2 separate regions of the Zea mays genome follow, and region 1 is linked to region 2. A link is a contact called in public Hi-C data. All regions are on one chromosome and are shown on one strand. The core of a region is the stretch at or near the end of the contact, and the rest is flanking DNA. Distances in the headings are between cores, read along the strand shown.

The links. Hi-C and Micro-C count contacts between places; a contact is called where the count stands out from the background.
Region 1: a Hi-C map of leaf shows a contact between it and region 2, with 2.8 times the contacts expected there. The contact joins the promoter of LOC100383012 here to the promoter of LOC100501079 in region 2. A contact is called at or near these places in 3 of 25 Hi-C or Micro-C datasets (ear, leaf and tassel).

What each region holds. Positions count from the first base shown.
Region 1 is chr8:100,282,215-100,289,032 of Zm-B73-REFERENCE-NAM-5.0, forward strand. It overlaps LOC100383012 (putative arginine-tRNA protein transferase family protein), which reads left to right and starts at 2,898. Exons shown (of 6, transcript NM_001175691.1): 1 at 2,898-3,116; 2 at 4,041-4,079. The coding sequence starts at 2,990.
Region 2 is chr8:99,355,532-99,362,878 of Zm-B73-REFERENCE-NAM-5.0, forward strand. LOC100501079 (LETM1-like protein) reads right to left here and starts at 3,567. Exons shown (of 15, transcript NM_001195906.1): 1 at 3,363-3,567; 2 at 2,007-2,623; 3 at 1,583-1,895; 4 at 1,192-1,338; 5 at 1,017-1,105; 6 at 841-933; 7 at 77-203. The coding sequence starts at 2,611.

The sequences.
Region 1 (6,818 bases), core at 1,648-4,147, 930 kb after region 2:
CGTCACCGAGCAAATAAATTTCAAACCTAACAGGGCATGGGCAGACCACATTGTTTGAATTCACAAGAGCATGAAGGAAGCAAAAATGCTGAGGTGAAGATAAAATGCTGATTTCTAAAGCATGAGGTGGAGATAAAATGCTGAGTTTTAAAGCAGAAGGTGGAGATAAAATGCTGAGTTCTAAAGCATGAGGTGAAGATAAAATGCTGATTTCTAAAAAGCATAAGACGAAGATCTTTAAGTGGATTATTTTTAAAAATCCACTCAAAGCTCGGGGGCTACACTCATTGGGTGTACCTCCGGTGCGCCCAATAAGTTTTTAATTCCAAAAGACAAAATGATGATCTCTAAAGCATAGGTTGATGACAGAGCGCCGATTTCTAAGGCATGAAGACCTTTAAATGCACCAAAGGAGGACAACAGAAGGTTGTTTTTTACTGAGTCACTCAGAGTTCAGAAGCAACGTCCAAACGAGTGCACCTTCGGAGCACCCATCATCAAAATGAAAATCAAGCCACGGAATCGTAAGCTGGACCTAGAATCTTTGGGCTGATTATTCCAAAACCAACTCAAAGATTGGGGTGTGGGGGACGGATATCCCCTGGGTCCACTAGAAGGTAAAAAGGCCTCGCGAAAGGCTTCGGGCCTGTTGTCTCGCAAGGTCGCCCCCTCGTGGGCCATGGAAGAACTGCTGGCAGAATAGGCCGATGCGGGGAACAAGTAGGCTCGGGCCCAAGCGGCTCATTGGATTTAAGCGCTATCCACAGCTAGAGATGGCCAAACGGGCCGTCCGGCCCGGGCCGGCCCGGGCCCGGTGAAGCCCGGACGAAAACCGGGCCGGGCCTGCTAAGCCCGCGGGCTTTCTATCCAAGGCCGGCCCGCAGCGGGCCTAAACGGGTCGGGCCGGCCCGTTTAGCACGAAAAAACGTGCCGAAAAGCGAGCTAAATGGGCCGGTAAGTACATTTTAGTGTAAAAAAACAGGTTTAACGGGCTTAGAGGTAAACGGGTCGTGCCGGGCTAGCCCGCCGTGCCTAGTTTCCTGTCCAAGCCCGCCCGCTTATTCGTACCGTGCCGGGCTCGGACCGGGCCCAAAAAGCGGGCTTCGTGCCGGGCTCACGGGCCTCGTGCTTATTGGCCATCTATATCCACAGCGCCGACCCGATTTTCCCGCGCAGCACCCGTGGACGTCGAAACCAAATAAGGATAAGATGACAAGATTATGGAAAGATAAGTTCAATTAGTTCACTATTACTTAGAGATACGTCATCATCATACACGCATATAATGCCCCACGGCCGAGTATATAAGGCCCAGGGGTACCCCTTCATTTCCAAGTCACTCATCAACCACCTACGAAGCTCACTAGTTTCCTCCATACTAGAGATTTCCTTTGTAACCTACCACATAAAGATCCACACCAGGAAGTAGGGTGTTACGCATCTTCAAGTGGCCCAAACCTGTAGAAAGATCGCTCGTCATCTCTCGTGCGTCTTGCACGAATTATTGAGTTACAGTCAACAGCACCATCCTACCCAAAAGCACCATGAGGGTCTGTTCCCAAACACCGACAGCAGGAGCAAGGAAAAATAAATAAAATGCTTTTTTTGAAAGAGCGGTAATGCTGGGCAATTTCTCCTGAAACTGATATCAACAATGAGTTTTTTTGCTAAAAATAATCTCAAGTAAGCACCTCTTAACCAAGTTATGATAATTCGGCCTCCAGAATATATCATCTAGTATAATAATTTGTCAGTTTGTTTCTCATCTAAATTATTTAAGTTAGATTATATAATTTGGGTAGATTATAATCTGAAACAAAGAGGCCCTAAATATGAGTATTAAGATAAATGAAATATATACATTAATGTTTACATAAATATCTCAAAACTTCTTAGAGCAAGGCTAATGATTTAGCTAGCTACCTGTCGTAAGCCGTTGATATGCCTTATATAGCTAACTATATAGTCATGACATATAATTAGTTGGCTATTGTGTTGGCCAAAAAAATGTTGACCAATTATTACTAATCCATATGTATTTTAGAATATGTACAACAACTAGCTATTAATGGCTCATAATTAGTAGTGCTCTTCTTCTCTTCTCTTCTCTTCTCTTCTCTCTTTCAACTTGGTAAAAATCTGATATAGCAAACCATTTAGTCCTTGTTTGGAAACACATTTTCTTTGAAAACATTTTTTAATACCATAGTCTAATAATTGCCATATCATAACCATAATTTTGTACAACAATGGTGCCGTAGTTTTTTGATGTTATCAAGTTCCATTCAAAAGTGATTGATTGGCTATCATATAATTAAAATAATTTATTAGGACTGATGTAACTGCAATCTATAAAGAAAAAATAACGTAGAAGATACAACCCCAGCCGAATTAAGATCACATCAAGTTGTTCACATGGAAAAAGTGCGCGCCACATGGGTCCCTTCGCGCCACAGTGAAAATTTTAGTCTAAATCAAAATTTCTCGTACTCTAAAAACACGATGATATTGACAAAATCAATGTTTTATATACTATGATTTTTAAATGGTCTACCAAACAACTATTGGCATACGTACTCTAAAAACACAATGATATTGACAAAATCAATGTTTTATATACTATGATTTTTAAATGGCCTACCAAACAACTATTGGCATACGAAACTTCAAATACCACATCGTTACTAGAAAAGTACCGTCTCTCTCTAAATAGGGCGTCATCTGCTTACATCATCCTAATCCTATTATAGTTGTCCTAAAAATATCCAATTATAATTTTCTGTCAAAAACAATAAAAACAAAAGCAAATGTCGACGAAGATGCAGAGATGCGAGTGGCCGAGACCTATTTCAGCTAGTCCTACGGACCATCCAGATCCAGCACACCCAAACCCAGCAGCTGATTCGCCCGGCCGCATCGCCCGAGCCTTCTAACAGCTGACTCGTCCTCGTCGCTCCGGCGCGGCGACAAGGCACGCAGCCACCGCGCGATGGCCGACGGCGCCAGCAGCAGCGGCGGGGCGCAGAACGGGGGTGAGTCGGTGGTGATTGACTACGGCCGGCGCCGCACTACCTGCGGCTACTGCCGATCCTCCGGGCCCACGAGCATCTCCCACGGTACCGATTTCCGAACCCCCCGTCCGATGAAACTGATTCGCTCTGCTTCGACCTGTATCGGGCCCTCAAGCTTTGTAGCGCGTGGAATCGCCCGTGGGTTCTATTATAGCGTTGAATCGCTTGTTGGCTCTAGCATCTTGACGCGTCACGCAGATGATGTTTGACCGCTGATCACCATGATAACTTGTGAATTTCCTTTTAGATATTGCTGCCAAGGGACAGTGCAAGCGCACAACGGTTTTGTAGTTTGAGCTGGGGAGAGTAGTTATTTTTTCAGCTTATGGCCATAATGAATCATGGTTTTTGAACAAAAAACCATGATGAATCATGGTTGCCAGTTGAGGGGCATGGTTAATCTATGAACCTCTGAACGCTCGTTGTTACTTGTTAGCTGCTGAATCCTGAATGGTTCAAATGCCTCATTTTATTCACTTAGCTTGTAATACTTGAAACAAGCCAGCGACCATCTAGTTTTGTCTCTGAAAATGATCCATGTGGATCATGTAATCCATGTTATCTAGGGTGTTATACACAGTGATGGAGCAAAGCCCCAGGCTGCCTGGGATTTTATCCTAGTCTAAGGCAGTTTAACCGAGAGCAATAGAACCCACTAAAAAAATGTAGAGATGTCTAAGGTTTTCAAAGGATTTAAGACTGCCTAGCACTAGATAAGCCTTTGAGGCATATCCATTTCTGGCTCCACCCTGGTTATAAAGTATATCCAAGTTTTATTTAACAGTCAGTTGTACAAGGTAAAAAATATACTAGATGGGAATTGCTTTGACCTTTAAATTAGATGTTTCATCTATTTGTCGTTTGTTATATTTTTTCTTCTCGTTCTACCTTTCATGTATATACCTGTGTATAGAAGGCTCTGTCACATCATCATTTACCATGCTAGTTTCTGTCCTATCAATCTTGCAGGTATGTGGGCTAACAGTCTGAAAGCTGATGACTATCAAGGTACAAACTTATGACCCTTTCAACTTTTTTACAATGGTTTAAGGTTATATATGTTATAACACAAAAGTGCTGATTCCCGAACTCTTCCTGTATTCAAAACCTAATTAGCAAAACGAGTAAGCGGCCAAATAATATATGTGGAATTGCTGTTCAATTCATTATATAGAAGCATCAAGCATGTAACATTCAAAACATGATATCTTTATAGGGCCATATTGTCCTTGCATTATGGGCACGAAAGAAATGGTGATAGGCAGTATACGATGGCCAAAATATTGCGCAAAGTAATTGCAAGATGCTTTATCTTTATTGTGTTTTCGTGTCATAGATCATCTTGTAATGTGCTCTATGATAAATTCGTGGTTTTGGGGCTGTAATACAGAATTTAGTTCATTACTAATTTTGTTATGGCCCAGAAATACTGCTTTCAAGTTTCATCTACCTCTTATGTCCTAGAGCAAATGTGCTTTTTAATGATATTTGGACAGCCTTGTAAACATTGTTGAGGATTTATGCCTTTGGACAGGGGAATTGACTGTAATGTTTCTGGAACAATAACCTGGAAAGTTAATTTTCTTGGATAAATTTAGGATTCAAAAGCCTCTTCAAAATTTCCCATATCTTGGTGCTGAACACATAACTGGTGGTCAATAGCCACTAGCCAGTTCTCAGTCCAATTCCATTCTCTTTCAATTTTTCTTTAGTTAATTTCTGCAGTCAACCGGCCCCAGTTTCCAACATGTTCTGTTAGCCACAAGGATTTTTCAGTTTCTGTGGTGGGTTTTGGGACCTAGTAGAAGCTCAAGGAGTTTCATGCTAACTCGTTGATTGAAATATGGCTTTCCAACAAGATAGCAAATAAATTTAACTTCAATTGGGGGCTTATGGCTTGCTAGATCCAGGATGTGCATAGATCAAGCCCTTTTATTTTATTGTTATTTTCTTGTTGCATGGTACAGGTTTCGTAAGTGCAACATAGTGTTCACCCAGTGGAAGGCAATTGCCGTTTAATTGTAAATTGTGACTAAGCATCAACTAGTCGTCTCAAGGCAGCTTATTGCACTATTGCCTAGCCAATTTGGCTGTCTCAGTAAGCTTCATGAAAAGTCAATGTATTTTCCTGTTTCCTCCTCATTTCAGCTGGCAGCTAGGTCAAAGCCAGAGGAGGCTGTCTTAGTATATAGAGGTTGTGGTGGTATGGGATGGACATAGTTGTTGTCAGCCTGTTAGAAGCGACTAGTTGTTCAACTAGAAAGGGCTTGGTGGGACTGCTTTTCCTCGAGTTTACTCAAGACGCTCCCCGTCGTCCTGCGCGGTTCATCTCAGGTGGTGCTGCTGTGTCACCAAGACAGCCCTCCCCGAGATAGTCTCGCTTCATGTCAAAGCTCCGGCAGAAGACGTCTGCCATCCTCGCTATCCCTGTGCCTGCCAGGACTCCTATGCGCTTGCCGGCTGCACCCCCTTGCCGCAGCCGTAGGATCGCTGGATTCAAGCCTGAGCGGTCTTTTCTCAAGGAATCGACGAGGGTCCGCAAGAGGGTGATGAGATCGTTGGATATTAATGGTGATAATGAAGGTTTAGACCGACAGGCTCTTGATGATTATGCTCAACTGTTTAATCAACCACTTTCAGAGTCTCACATTCAAGCCTTAGTAGCGCTGTTTGGGTGGGCTCCATCTGAGGATGTGTGCCTCCAGACTGATCTGGTTTAGGGTTTTTGGCTCTCCGGGTCACTGAAATTGTTGGTTATAATGAATCCTTCCAATTTATTGTGTTGGAATGTGTGGGGTCTAAATTCTAGGGCTCGGCAGGATGCAGTCCGCAATCTAGTTGATTCCTCGCGAGCTGATATCGTGTGTTTACAAGAAACAAAAATGGCTGATCTGTCTCGAGGGGTTATTCTCTCTTCGCTAGGCTCTGACTTTGATATGGTTGTCACCCTGCTGGCGGTTGGGAGTGCTGGTGGAGTTCTGATTGCCTGGCGACATCATATTGGTTACTCTGGAGTCCACAGAGTGGATTCCTTCAGCGTCTCTGTCCAGTTTCACTTTTCTGCTGATCACGTTTGGTGGCTCACCTGTGTTTATGGCCTCTAGGCCAATGAAGGCAAACTGTTATTTCTGCAAGAGTTGAGATCAATCAGACATGAGTGTCTGGGGCCATGGATCATCTTGGGAGACTTTAATCTCATTTATAAAGATGAGGATAAGAATAACTCACTGGTTAATAGAGCTATGATGGGTCGTTTCAGGAGGCTAATTCATGATCTTGGACTGAAAGACATTCCACTTTTAGGTCACAAGTACACCTGGACTAATGGTCAAGATGTTCCTACTTTAGTGAGGCTTGATCGGATGTTACACTCACCTGATTGGGAACAGCTCTTCCCGGACTGCCTTCTCCTCAGTTCTTCCTCTGATGGTTCTGATCACTGTCCGTTGCTGCTCGGGCTGCATGATAACAAGAAAGGAAAGATGAGATTTCATTTTGAGGCTTATTGGACAAAAGTTGCAGGTTTCCAAGAGGTAGTGTCAGAGGCTTGGAATTAGGTCCCGCGAGGTAACTGCCCCTTTGAGTCTTTAGCAAAAGCTGGAGTCAAAAGTGCATTGGTCATGTGGAGTTCCAGCTTGGCCTTGCAAGGGAGATTTTGCATCAGTTTGAGATCGCACAGGACATGCGTCCCCTCTCTGTTAGAGAAATCTGGTTGCGTAACCATCTCAAGGGGCACCTTTTGGCCTT
Region 2 (7,347 bases), core at 2,317-4,816:
TACAAGAACAAGTAAATAAGTAAATTGTTCAAGGTCATACAAAACTAGATCATGTGCACATCATAATGCAACAAACCTGCTGGCACATCTCTTCAGTTGACAGCAGGCCTAGATGACCACGTTCCCGGCAGGCTTGCCGGAGCTCTTCTTCAGAGAGAGATTCAACTCCCTCAGCTTGAATCAGTTTATCATCATTCTTAATGCTGCAGCAATAAGGAATATTAACAAAAACAAGGAGATATTTCGCACTTAAGTTCAAACTCAAAGCTAAAAAACCACCGACAAACAACAACAACAAAGCATTTAGTCCAAGCAAATTGGGGTAGGATAGAGTTAAAACCCAACAAAACCCACAAGTCAAGGTTTGGACACATGGATAGCGGTTTTCCATGCACTCCCACCCAAGGCTAAATCTTTGGATATATTCCATCCTTTCAAGTCTCCTTTTATTGACAGAAAAACAACTAGCAACTAAACTGAAGAAAGAAGTCTTGAAGCAAATCTAGGTCCTGAACCTAAAGTACTATTTGACTAACAAAAAACCAATGTGGCATGGAGAGTTAAATAGAAACACAATGAAGATGATACCAAATATCTGCTAAGTTACACGACACCAGAAACACATCCCATTGCAAAGTCTTTACTTGAAAGTAATGGATATATTTTACTATTAGTAGTCCAACTAACTAGAATCAAAACTTTCTATTTTCATAATTGACTAGGTGAGCTTTCTATAAGGTAGTATTAACCACAAGTTTCCATCACTGTTTGATATACAAAATTAACCAATTCTATTATAGATACTTAGCATTGGGTTAAGCTCTTCATTTAAATACTTACTCCTGAAGTTTTTTGCGAAGCATGAACCTCATGTAGTGATCTGTACCAAAAGGCCGGATACCCATATATTTGCACATATTTACCAAGCGTGGTCTGCAGGATAGTGCCAACCAACTGTTTAGTCACTAGTGTAATTGTGACTATGAATGTATACATATACTAAAGGAATGCCTAACCTGTTCATGTTATCCAGAGTAAGTTCATCATTGAATAGCTTTGCAAAATTCAAGATTTCATCATTAGAGACACGTCCACCTCTCCTAACCTGATCACAATTAAGGCTCGTTATCCAAACAATAATAGAGAAAGTAGTTATTCCAGAGACAGCAGAGCACACAAAGAAACTTATACCTTATTCAAAAATTCGTCCAGATCTTCAGCTGTTTGTTTTGTTTCTCCGCTACGAGATGTTTGAACTTCCTTTGCCATTTCTTTTGCGGTATCTTGCAAAAATTTTGCATACTCCATCCTTGCTTTCAATTTCCTTTTTAATGCTTCCTGTACAGGAAAAAGAAGCACCCGTGAGCCAATCAGATTGTACTATGAATCCATGATAGTGCTGGTGGTTTCCATAAAAATGGCAACAGCAGGGTATGCTAATCAATCCAAATAATTATTAATAGTTAACTAGATATGTTTCCTGACTTATGCATATGGTAGTATTCCACTTGCAGGGACACATGGCAACTAATAAGCAACATAATTTCAGGTAGTTGCAACTTACAAATAGTCAAGACCATACCTCTTCCTTCATTTTGTCCTGGAAAGTTGATGGAAGCATGTTTGGAAATAACTTGAGGAAGACTGGCAGTAAGAATTCCATGAATGGAACAATGATGAACACAGCAAACGGAACCAGCCTGAAGATATCTGCTGTTGTGCGTGTCAGCTGTTGCCTCTCTCTTCTTGAAAGGCTCTTCCCCCCAGCAAGTTTCACCAGCAATCTTGATGAGATCCTAACATCTGCCCAGAGTAGTTTTGTCCCTAACCAGTAATGCTGCAGTGTACAAACGAATTCATCCTTCCAATGCTTAAGTTTTGCTGCCCAATCAGCCCTTAACAAACAAATAAAAAATGTTTTGTAAGTTACAGAAAAACAGACCAATCATTCATGTTATATACTTATATAACCATGCATTGAGGTAGGAAAGAAAAAGAATACAGACCTGCTCATTGAAGCAACAGCACGAAGAGCAGGGCCCACACCCAGGACTCTTGCCCAAAATTTCTGTATAATTGATTGGCCAACCTTCAGAGATTCTTGTACCTGTTTAGCTTTAGCCTTAGCTTTTGCAGTGCTGAGGCCTTCCACAGCCTGATCACATTCTTCTGGGGATGCCTCCTTTTTCCTTTTATTTTGCTTGTGGTCCTCGCTCTGTTCATCATCTGTATCCATCTTAGGCTGCCTTGCTGTTGCAGTTGATGCTGTGCGGACCGACTGCAGCAAAGATCTAGCTCCCAGGCTCAGAGGCAATCTAAATTCATTCCTTCCAAATCCACCATGAGAAAGAGAAATCACATAAGATGGACGTTGCCAAAACCCATTACCAAGACCTAGTAGATCCTTTTTTATCAAATTCATATTGTGTTGCTCCTTCTCGCATTTGGAATCCCCAGAACTATGCTCGAGAAATCGCTGTTCTGTTCTTGGCTCAACCTCCAAACCGAGTCTTCCATGTTGGAATGTAAAGAAAGCAGACGATGAAATGGTAGGTGTGTTAACATGATCCAAGAAATACTTCCTTCTCCTAATGATTGCCATTGAAGCCATACTTGATTGCGTCTGAATTCACAATAGGAAGATCACACTCATGTAGAAATCTGAAGTTATCAAAATGGTTCAACCAATGACTTAGTAAGTGTAAATTTAAATATAAATAATGACAAGGAAAACTAACTAATCATCACTGGGCTCCAATTTGGTCCCATCATAACAGTGTGCATATAGAGCCCAGAGTAGCCAAGGCTCAATAATAGCTCATGCTAAATTCCCGAAATATATCGGAGAGAGAAAAAAAAACTATTTAATCGTCCAATAACTGGTCTCGACAAGGGACTTTTGATCTTGAGGAAATTCCTTCGCTACTAAGGCCCTATTTGTTTCCCTCCTAGATTATATAAGTTAGATTATGGTGGAAGGTTAAGAGAGTAAAATATCACTTTGGGATCACAGATAAGCTAAAATAAGCTATCCAATACTAACTTATTTCAGCTTATTTGTGGTCCTAAAGTGATATTTTATTTTTCTATCCTTCTACCATAATCCAACTTATATAATCTAGGAAAGAAACAAACACACTCACACCCTAAGAGTGGACTCAGTAAATGGGTGTACACACTACGCACCCCGATAATTTTTGCAAAAAAGTGAAGTTAGTAGGAATAATACTCCAGTTTTTGTAAGGAGTGCATATATAAGCTTGTAATTAGATCGAGTTCAAATACTAATGAACAAATAGCTTAAATTAGGGTTCGGGGCTCAGTTTCACACAGCAGGAAGCAAAGAGAAGAGGTGGGCATACCTGGTGGATGCTCGTCGCTGTTGAAGGTCGACCTGGGCACCTGGCCTAGGCGGCGGCGGCGGCCTACGGTCGCCCACCCACCCGTCGACACGAGAGAGAGAGAGAGAGCGCACGGCACGGGGGTGGCGGCGGTCGCCCACTCGACGCCACGGCCCGAGAGAGAGAGAGAGAGAGAGCACGCGGGATGAATGTGAGCGAAGAAAAGGGCGCACGCACTGCTGGCCTTCTGGGTTTGAGGTTGTGTATACAGATTATGCTATTTCTAGAGGTGTACCCATTAATACATAAAGTTTTTTTCTAATATGACTAGTTTGGAAACTCTATTCTTTTAAGAGATTTTTATTTTTCCAATAAAAATGAACTATTTTTTCTTGGAAAAATAGAAATTCTTTGGAAAAAATAGGACCTAGTTTGCAAACTCTATTTTTTAAAGTGATTCCTATTTTTCAAAGAAAAACGAGGTTTCCAAATTAGCCCTAAGATTAAGATATAGAGATATTTTAATTTCCACGGTATAGATTTAGTCTATGTTCGGTGGGGATTTGTTGGGATTAAGAAAGATTGAGGTGTTTTTAAAGAATCAACCTATTTTAAATGAGATGATGCATTATGAGTCAATTCTACAAATTTGTTGTAAGAACTCATTTATCATATTATTACTAATTATTAGCCTATTAGGAATGAAATAGCAATGGATCAATTCATTCCATTCCACAAACCAAACAACAAAGTGAGAAGTGAAAAGATGATATGATACCTTATTCCTCAAACCAAACATTCTATAAATCTCTTCTTATCCAATCCCTTCTTATCCCTCAATCCATCCCTAACCAAACAAGCCCTTAGGGAAAAATCTTCCTCTATTGGATAGGGTGCATATGGGTACATGGAAGCATAATCCAAACCCGATTACCCAAGGGTAATAATCACCCATTAAAATTAGAAGATGCAAAATTGTATCTCTCATACTCCGATTGAATTTGAAAACATGTATGTGTTAGGATTAAGTTACTATCTTTAGAATGTGTCACTTTGTTTTTGTCGTTTTGTATGGGTAAACAATGTTTTTTGCTTGTTATATGTTAGATTTTATTCGTGATGTATTGTTGTTGGGGTGTCGTGTGGTTGTTAATGTCATATAAAATTCAATCATGTTTTTCTTGATACGTGTGGATGAACTTTCTAGAATGTGACCATGCTTTTTTGTCGGAGATGTGGATTCATTGTAGACCTGATACCCGAACAGGGATGGGGTATGGGTTGAATCTTGTCGGGGACCATAATTAGGGATACCCCAAGACTCCTAATCTCAGCTGGTAACCCCCATCAGCACTAAGCTGCAAAGGCCTGATGGGTCCGATTAAGCCAAGGCTCGGTCCACTCAAGGGACACGACCTCGCCTCGCCCGAGCCCAGCCTCGAGCAAAGGCAGCCGACCCCGGAAGATTCACATCTCGCCCGAGGACCCCCTCAAGTGACGTACACACCTTCGGCTCGCCCGAGGCCCAGTCTTCACCAAGAAGCAACCTTGGCCAGATCGCCACACCGACCAACCGAATCGCAGGAGCATTTAATGCAAGGATGGCCTGACATCTTATCCTGTCATGCGCCCTTCAGTCGACAGAGCCGAAAGTGACTGCAGTCACTTCGCCGCTCCACCGACCGGCCTGACAAGAACACAGCGCCGCCTGCGTCGCTCCGACTGCTGTGCCACTCGACAGAGTGAGGCTGACAGCAGCCAAGTCCGGCCTCGGGCGCCATAGGAAACTCCGCCTCGCCCGACCCTAGGGCTCGGACTCGGGCTCGGCCCCGGAAGACGACGAACTCCGCCTCGCCCGACCCCAGGACTCGGACTCGGGCTCAGCCCCGGAAGACGGCGAACTCCGCCTCGCCCGACCCCAGGGCTCGGACTCGGGCTTGGCCCCGGAAGACGACGAACTCCGCCTCGCCCGACCCAGGGCTCAGACTCGGGCTCGGCCCCGGAAGACGACGAACTCCGCCTCACCCGACCCAGGGCTCGGACTCGGGCTCGGCCCCGGAAGACGACGAACTCCGCCTCGCCCGACCCAGGGCTCGGACTCAGCCTCGGCCCCGAAAGACGACGAACTCCGCCTCGCCCGACCCAGGGCTTGGACACGACCTCGACCTCGGAAGACCGACTCGACCCCGACCTCGGAGGAGCCTCCGCCTCGCCCGACCTAGGGCTCGGACCGACCACGTCACAGGGGGGCCATCATTACCCTATCCCTAGCTAGCTCAGGCTACGGGTAACGGGACCGGCGTCCCATCTGGCTCGCCCCGAAAAACAGATAATGATGGCGCCCCGCGTGCTCCATGACGATGGCGACTCTCAAACCCTTACGGAAGCAAGGAGACGTCAGCAGGGACTCGACAGCCCAGACAGCTGTCCTTCCGCAAGGCTCCAACGCTCCTCCAACGGCCACGACATCACATGAACAGGGTGCTAAAACCTCTCTGGCTGCCACGACGGCATGTACTTAGGGCACTAGCTCCTCTCTGCTAGACACGATAGCGCACTGCTATACCCCCCATTGTACACCTGGACCCTCTCCTTACGCCTATAAAAGGAAGGTCCAGGGCTCTCTTACGATAAGGTTGGCCGCGCGGGAGGACGGGGCGACGCGTAGAGTCCCTCGCTCTCCCCCCACGCGGACGCTTGTAACCCCCTACTGCAAGCGCACCCGACCTGGGCGCAGGACAAACACGGAGGCCGCGGGCATTCCCCTCTCTTCTGCCCCCTTTCGTGCTCCGTCTCGCGCCGACCCATCTGGGCTGGGACACGCGGCGACAATTCACTCGTCGGTCCAGGGACCCCCCGGGGTCGAAATGCCGACAGTTGGCGCGCCAGGTAGGGGCCTGCTGCGTGTTAACAAACAGATCCTCGTCAAGCTCCAGATGGGTAGTCTCCAGCAACCTTTCTAACCCGGGACGGTGCTCCGTTTCGGGAGTCTTGAGTTCATGTCCCTCGACGGCAGCTACGACATGATACTCCTTCCTCCGCCGCACAACGGCGACAATGGCGGCCGACAACCTGCCCGCCGGCGGCGGAATCGACGATGTCTTCCCCACGAGGCAGAAGAACGGCGTCCGAGTTTGTCCCGTCACCTCCCCCGCCGGAGGAGGAGGCGGGGCAACCATGGCCAAGCAGGAGGCGGCACCTCATCGGCTGTCGAGCGAGTCGACGGCGCCGGCGCCCCGACGGGGGACACGTCAGGCGTCGACCTCGCGTCTGAGACGAAGACGAGCGCCGTTTCCCCGCAACACGCCAACTCCAAGCGGACGGACGACGCCAGCACGCTCGCGAAGGACTTGCTGGGCGTCACCCTCGTACCTGAGACGATGGCGCAGTCCGCCCCTGACGTGACAACGTCACCACCTGTCGACCAAGAAGTATCGACCGACTCCCGTCTCATGCCTTTTGGATTCGGCCTCGACCCATCAAGCGACCCCGCTTTGGTGGAAGCCTTCATAGAGGCATGCACCCGCCCTCCGGGGTATCATGTGCGGTCACCCTGGGACCGGCTGACGGCCGTCTCGACCTACGGACCCTTGGGTTCCGAGGAAGATGACGAGCCCGACTTTGGTTGGGATTTCTCCGGGCTCGGTAACCCCAGCGCCATGCGGGACTTCATGACCGCATGTGACTACTGCCTTTCCGATTGTTCCGACGGTAGCCACAGCTTCGGCAACGGAGACAACGGCCCAAGTCGTGAATGTTTCCACATCGATCTAGGGGGTCCCGACGAAGGCAACCATCTTGGTATACCGGAAAACGGTGATCCCCCTAGGCCTGCGCCTCGCGTTGACATCCTTCGGGAGCTAGCTGTGGTCCCAGTCCCTGCGGGGGGTCAGGACGCACAGCTCGAGCAAATCCGCGAGATGCAGGCCAGGCTCGACGAGGGGGCAGGAACACTTGAGCCGCTCCGCCGGAACATCGGGCAGAAATGGGTAGACCAAGCTCCGGC